2 separate regions of the Capra hircus genome follow, and region 1 is linked to region 2. A link is a contact called in public Hi-C data. All regions are on one chromosome and are shown on one strand. Each heading gives the region's core, a stretch centred on a gene start, on an enhancer-like site or on the middle of the called end of the contact. The rest is flanking DNA. Distances are from core to core; before and after follow the strand shown.

Region 1 (4,027 bases), core at 589-3,088, 64 kb before region 2:
ATTCCATCGTTAGAGATTACTTCCTTGGTTTCAGGCCGTGTCCTGTCCCCTTGACTTGCCATTATCCTAGGGGTTAGGAGCTCCTTGACAGCCTTTAAAAGGAAAAGTGCTTCCTCCAAATGGCCCAGCATGAGATGTGGTGACCTTCAGCTCCCCTTTGGATAGTGCTCAAGGAGCCTCTGATGCACCCACTTCCATCAGCTAAGAGGGCATCCTGAAGACAGCCTCTTCTAGCCCACCTTACAGTGTCTGCAAGGCAGGTCAGCTCCTAGCTATCCTTGGGGTTGAAGTTGTGCCCAGGCAGGGCAGGAGGCTCAGGTTTGTCAGTGCCCTGGATGGGGAGAGGGGAGGTATAATGAGGTGTCAGGCAGCTGCAGTGATCTCTCCAAAGGACAGATCTGATGGTTTGAGTGGGCTGGGGAATTTCCCACTGCCCTCAAGATAAAGTCTAAACTCTTCACTCTAACTGCCCTGATCCTGCTTCCCCACCAGTGTCAACCATCATCTCCAACCCCCCAGCCCCCATCCCAATATTCTGCATCCCAGCCACACCAGCTTTCTGTCAGTTCCTGGAAGCACCAGGGTTTGTGGTCTTTGGGTCTTGGCAAACTCTCTTCCCTCTGCCTGAAATCCTTTACTGCCTTTCAGGTTTTACCTAAGATGTCAACTCCTCCAGGAAGTCCACTTGCCTTGAGCAGGACCCAGGGATGGAGGCAGGGAGGGCAGTCCCAGGCAGGGGCAGCTAGACGGCCATTCAGCTGTCCCTCTGGATTCCCTGCTCATCCCTGATACCTGCTATGTGGACTGGAAAGCTTAGGGACCCCAGACTGGAGGAAGGCTGGGGTCCAGAAGGGAAGCTCAGAACTGCCACCTACTGGCCTAAGAGGGCTGCCAGGGAAGTGCAAAGGGTCCTTGAGCCCCTCCTTTCCCCTTCTAACCCCTATCTGGGCTTTCCTGAAACTCATGGAAAGGGGAAGCTGGACTACTCAGACTACCAAAATGTTCTCTGAAGAGTCAAAAAGAAATGCTATGGGAAAAGAATGTGAAACATAATGGATATATGCATAAATATAACTGAACCGCTTTGCTGTACACCTGAAACTAACACTATTGTAAATCAGCTATGTGCTGTGCTCAGTTGCTCAGTCATATCCGACTCTTTGTGGCCCCATGAACTGTAGCCTGCCAGGTTCCTCTCTCCATGGGGATTCTCCAGGCAAGAATACTGGAGTGGGTTGTCATTGCCCTCCTCCAGGGAAATCAACTATACCCCAAAATAAAATACAAATTAAATTATAAAAATAAATATTTAAAAAGAAATAAATGCCACAATGAGGTTTCAGGAGCCATAGTCTGTTTAAAGTATTTACAATGGACAATATAAAACTTTTAAACACCAAAATATATACAATGCAATGATAATTGAAGAATTCATCTAACACAACATTGTAAGTCAGCTTTATCCCAATATAAAATAAAAATTGTTTAAACATTTAAAAAGAATGCTACAATGAGATTTCAAGAGTCATTGCCCATTTAAAGTATTTACAATGAACAGTCTAACAATTTTTAACACCAAGACATATACAATGCAACGATAATTAAATTTACCAAAAAAATATTTGCTCACAAAGCACAACAGGTGTTGGATGGATGTCAGCTTCTCTCCCTCCTCTGACTCTACACATAACCCCATTTGGAAATGACAGCCCCTGACACCTGGGTCAAGTAGCTCACATGCTCCTTGTATGGTTGGAAATCTGAGGCTCAGAGCAGGGAAGAAGACATCCCACACTGGGCCTGGCAAGCCAAGCTACCCACCCCATCCCACCCCGTGCAGCTCCTGTCCTCCGCGCTCCACAGAACTCTGTGCCCTCCTCCAGGTGCCAGGCCTGGCCTGAACCTGCCTTCCAGGTTTCTTGGGTGCAGCCACCTCTCCTGTCTCCCTGGGGTGCCAGGCCACCCAGCCGCCTTTCCCTTGTATCCCTGCCCTTTATAAATATGCAGTGAGCCAGAGAGATAGGGGGTGGGGCTCTTTTTGAGGGAAAATTAACCACGATGACAAACTTAGTTATTCATGCAAACCATCAGCCTGTTATCCCTGATTATGCAGGACGCAAACTGTGAGGATCTGAGTGACTGAGCTTGCTCATCAAAGGCACCATCAGGGCAGCAGCCCAGCCCACCTTGCCGGCCGCCTTTGTACGCTCTTCTCAGCCCCATGCAGGCCAATGGGCCGCCTCCCTCTGACAGCGCCCGTTCCTGACGCAGGGACCCCTCCATGCTGTATTTTAAAGGATTAATTAACCTTGTGAGATTGGCGGGGAAAGCTCCACCTGGCTATCTGCTGCATGAAAGCTTCCGCTCACCAGAGTATTTTAAGCTCACAGTGCAGACCATATGGTATTTCAAAGAACAGAAGTTGAAAGTACAGTACATATTTATTCCTTCCACAGAGAGCATTAAAGGGGTTTAAGTATTTTATTAAAGTCTATATGTGTGGACATGTGTGTGCACGTCTGTACGTGTGTGCGCGCGTCTGTGTGTGTGTACATGTGCTAAGCAAGCGGAAATATACTTGACGCATAGAAAAAATAAATTACACAGATTTATTTTCATCTCTCTGCCAACCCACCCCATAGCAACAGTGAAAACTTGGTCTATGTAAACTTGAGAAAACAAGAAATATTTTATCACATCTTCTCAACTCACGGCCATTGCCAATTTTTCCCGTCTTTTTTGAAACAAGATCAGACTCCTTGGTGTCAGGACTGCAGGCAGAGAGAGGGGAGTCAGGTCTAAGACAATAAAGGGGGCCAACTCACACCCCAGGTCCTGCCTTCAGAAGGCAGGAAGTTCAAACACAGGGCCTCCCCACTTCTGCCCCAGGTACTTAAGCTCCCTAAACCTGTTTCCTTATCTCAAACCACACTGCTCTCACAGGGCTGGTGTGTGAATAAAATGAGAAATATGTATACAGGGCAAATAGCAGTCCTGCCTTGAAGGGTCTTAGATCTGGAATTTTGAGGACAATTTATTGTAGAAGTCTTCTGTTGATTATTTTACATCTACCTACTCTTGGGGGCAGCCCCACCATTTTTCTTGAGGTGGCCCCTTTCTGTCTCCCAGTCCAGGCGGCTAGGTTGGAATTAACCTCACCCCTGACCATAAGCGTTGCTACTGGCCAACGATGGCCAATCAGAGTCCTGCATTTCCCTGACCTCACCGACAGGGGTGGTCGTGTTGCCCAAGACAGATGGATGAGGCTCAGTCCTAAGACTTTCGCTGGAATTACCAGGAAACAGGCTCTCTTTTCCCAAAAGACTTGCTAGACTGGAAGCTGGCAGTTCAGTGCCAACCTAGTCTTGGGCAAAACCAAAGCAAAAGGAGAGTCTAGGGCAGATGAAGGTTCTGTCTAAAGGACCACTTGTCACTCCTAAACAAGGCAGAAATTAAAATTCTCAAAATAAATTAATAACATTGTTAAGGAAAGAAATGAGATAGAGTTGGCAAGCTGGCCAGGTTCAGCTGCACAGGCTGTCTTCTCTTGACAAAGCCATAAGCCCTTGAAGCCCTGTGTGAGCCCTGCTGCTGCTCAGCCATGTCCGACTCTGCGACCCCATGGGCTATAGTCTGCCAGGCTCCTCTGTCCGTGTGATTTCCCAGGCAAGAATACGGCAGTGGGTTGCCATTTCCTTCTATAGGGGATCTTCCTTTCTCAGGGATCAAACTCAGGTCTCCTGCCTGCATCTACCTGAAATGGCAGGTGGATTCTTTACCACTAGTGCCTACAGAGAATCAATCTAGAAAGAGCTCTAGAAAATGCCAGGCTGCTCCTCCCTTCAAACCACTCAGGCTTTTCCTGCATTTCCAAATCTCCCCTGCTGGAAGCAGCACTGAGTCAATGGGAATCTGTCACCCAAGAGAAATGACATCTCAAATAGTCCTGTTTCTTCAGTCGCTAAGTTGTTTCCGATTCGCCGTGACACCAGGGACTGCAGCACTCCAGGCTTCCCTGTCCTTCACT
Region 2 (3,460 bases), core at 184-2,683:
CCACCTCCATCAACTCAGAGGATGAAGGAAAACAGCTGTCTGTTGTTCCTCTCCCGCTCCAGGCACCCAGTGGGGCTGTGGAGGAGACGCACATGCATGAGTGTGCATTTACACACACACACACACACACATACACACACAAATGTGTAGTTTGGGGGCAGGGACCTTGTGTGTTTGTTCAATGATGCAGCTTAGAACCTAGAGTAACAGTTAATGCTTCTTAAATAAGCAAACGACAGGAGAAGGGTACCTATTGAATGAGTGAACTAATATATGTATGAATGAAACAAAGGAATAATAAGGAGGGCTTCGTAATGGTTCGGGTTGGTGGGACTGTCCTGTCTCAGATGATTCTTTTAAAATAATCATTAACTTTTAATTACAGAGACAGGCATGAATACATTCCCATAGTAAGAATGATCTAGACACTACAGATAAGGCCCAAGCACCCCTTTCTCACCAACTCCAGAAACTCCTTCACCCCAGAGGGAGATATGGCCGATAGCTGGTGACTTCCTTCCCTGCTCTCTACACATTTGACATATTTGTGCATGTGGGTGTGTGTATGCGTGCACACACCTGATCACAGTGTATGGCATCATTCTGTAAGACTTTTTTAAAAAGTGGGGGAAAAAAAGTAAAAAGGACAAAAATAAGTGAAATCACATCGCATGTTGTTTGCATCTTACTTTGTCTTAAACGTACTTTCTTTGTCAGGAACGGCATCTCCAGCAGTTTCCGCTGCAGGAGGGTGCATCTCAGATTCTCGCCCGCTGCTGCTGTAGCCCGTTTCCACGGCTTGTCTGTTGCTCCCCTCCTGCTGTCAATTCAGAAGGTTCCTAAATACTAGCTCTTGCGGAGAGAGCTTCAGTGAACTCTTCATGCCTGGGTCATAGGTTGGCGTAACTATCACTCTCCTGATGATCCCAATGGAAACAAGGCCCCTCCCTGCTGTCCCCGCCCACAACCCACCTGTTCTCTGAGCTTTGGTGTCAGTGAGCCCCCGAAAGAACAGGACTTGGAGATCCAGGAGCTGTAGGGTCTGAACATCAGTGAGAAGGGTCCATTCTCCAGAGGATTGGTCCTCTGACCAGGTCTTGACTAAGCTTTGGAGGTACTTTTCTAGTACCTCTTATGTGCCAAGCCCAGGCAGGGCACCGAGGCATGTTGCAGCCTCATTGTGCACATGGGGCTCCCAGTCCACTATGCCTTGGGTCAGTGCTGGGCTGGAGGCTGAGGCAAGAACCAGTGGGCCTGGAGTGAGTGATTTCTCTGGCACCACAGAGGCTGGGTGCTCGAGGGCTTGATGGTCACCCGGCCCCCTCCTTCCCAGCGTCTCCACAGCCTGAGGCCCCACTCTCACACCCCTGACCCTGGATGGCCCAGGGGCAGCCCAGGCCGAGCCCTCCAGCCCTCCCCGTCCTCCGCTCTCCTTTCAGCCCGTGCTGGAAAGCATCTCTAATTCCGGCGGGCACCACAGTTTGCAGCTCCTCGGGCAAGCTCGGCACAGGTGCCAACTGTTATTTCACTCTCCCAGCTTCCATTTCCACAGCTCGGCACCTGCAAAGCCCCCCATTAGAGTCATGCCAACGAGAGGGGGCTGCGGCTGTATGTACGCGTGCCCGCCTGCGAGCCCACGTGCCCGTCTGCCGGTGCTTGCAGGAAGCCACGAGGGAAATTTCCAGCACAAAGACCGTATGCCTGAGAGAGGGGGGAATTGCTCAGCAAACTTCAGAAGCGATCAAAATGTCCTTTCCATAAAGTCCCGGCTTAAAAAATGTTAGCAGGTGCGTATACAATAGCGAGTCAGTTGGGATGGATTACTATAGAATACCATTTCCGCTCACTCCAGATTATGAATTCAGAGCATAATTTTCTGTAAATTGTCATTCTTGTCTGGTAAGGAAAGCTAATTTTTTCCTCATATGGAAAAAAAAAAAAAAACCCCACCACTATCCTGGGCCACTGCTCCCTGGAACAGGGCCTGCTGGAGCCCCCGCCTCCATCCCATCTGGGCAGTCCCAGAGGGCTGACGGGGGGTCCCCTGGAGCAGCTGTGGCCAGCAGCATCTCAGGAGGCATTTATTCCCAGGTTCGTCAGAGGGGCAGCCATGGGTTGGTGAGAGGACTTTGGGGATAGAAGAAAGACCCCTCATCACGGGTGCTGAACCTTCTCTGGAAGAAAGGTGGAGAATGAGGGTGGGTTGCTCTGATGCGCACGTGAAGATGAAAGATGAGGGCGGGTGAGCAGGAGCCGTGAGTGTTGTTGGCAAGGCTTCGAGGCTGGGTTCACCCTATGGTCTTTCTTTCTTCCTTCCTTCCCTCCCTCTTTCCCTCCCTCCCTCCTTCTCTTCCTTCCCTCCTTCTCTTCCTTCCCTCCTTCCATTCCTTCTTCCTCCCACAAGTGTTTATTGCGCGCCCAATGTGTAACAGCTCTCATGCAGGCCCTGTGGTCACCGTAATGCTAATTATCTTCTGTTCCGGCGGGGAGCAGATTCACGAGGGGTGGTGGAAGAGGAAGGCAATCACAGGAAGACTGGAAGGGGCTGGTCAGGGAAGGCGCCCGGGGAGGTGACAGCCTTGTGGGGTGAGCTGCTTTCCCACCGTGGGAGTGAGGCCTGGAGGCGGAACGGGCGGTCTGATTCTAGATGAGAGAACAGGCCAGAGGGGCTGGAGCCCAGGGAGTGGAGAGACCAGGCTGAGGCACAGCACTGGGCTGGTTGGAATCTAGGTGCAAGGAGAACTGGATGGTTTTGAGCAGAGGAGAGACAGGGCCGGTTTCTGTTACAAGCTCCGTCAGGCTGCTGGGTGGGAAATGGACAGTAGAGGGTGTTGTGGTGGGTGAGGGTCCCTCTGACCAGGAGAGCTGCAGGCCCCTCACCAGACCTCTGGTTCTTAGCCTCCAAGGCACCCTCGGTGGGAGAATGAGGGTGTGAGTGGCTTCATGCTAGCTGCTCCTCTCTGTTGATGGAACTCAAGGAAAGACAGTCCTTCCAGGGTATTAGAGCTTCTCTCTTTGTTGTGATGGCAAGAAAAGTCTTCAAGGCCGGGGAAAGCTTGGTGCTTATTCTAGTGTAGATAGACCCATACTCGTCAGGATTCATTCAGGTAAAAGTGACAGAACCCTGAGTCAGCAGGCTCAAGGGAAAACTGAAGTAACACCAACAAATTATTGGCTCTTGCTGTGAGAACGTTTGCAGACTTCAGGTGTGGCTGGCTTCAGGGGCTTGAATTCTGCTGACAGGACTCTCTTCTTTGTCTCTGCCTTTCTCTGCGTTGGCATTATTCTCGGGCAAGTGGTCCCCAAGTGGTGGGAGAAGAGCTGTTGACAGCTCCAGACTTAACCTCCTGTCGGCTGAGGAGAGGCCTTTCTTCAGCTGAGATTCCTTTCGGGAGTCCGGGAAGTGCAGGAGAACAAGAAGCACTGCTTTGGCTGGAGTCGGAGGTGCCCCTTCTGCTCC

What was found. Hi-C and Micro-C count contacts between places; a contact is called where the count stands out from the background.
Region 1: a Hi-C map of blood shows a contact between it and region 2, with 3 times the contacts expected there. The contact joins two enhancer-like sites. A contact is called at or near these places in 2 of 5 Hi-C or Micro-C datasets (both in blood).

The regions. Positions count from the first base shown.
Region 1 is chr18:41,632,537-41,636,563 of ARS1.2, reverse strand. No RefSeq gene overlaps it. Among named protein-coding and RNA genes, the nearest start is that of CCNE1, 42 kb to the right of the region's middle. Within about 2 kb of position 1,838, at least 1 of the 5 cell types and tissues checked has an H3K27ac peak or open chromatin away from gene starts, as enhancers often do.
Region 2 is chr18:41,568,419-41,571,878 of ARS1.2, reverse strand. No RefSeq gene overlaps it. Among named protein-coding and RNA genes, the nearest start is that of CCNE1, 23 kb to the left of the region's middle. Within about 2 kb of position 1,433, at least 1 of the 5 cell types and tissues checked has an H3K27ac peak or open chromatin away from gene starts, as enhancers often do.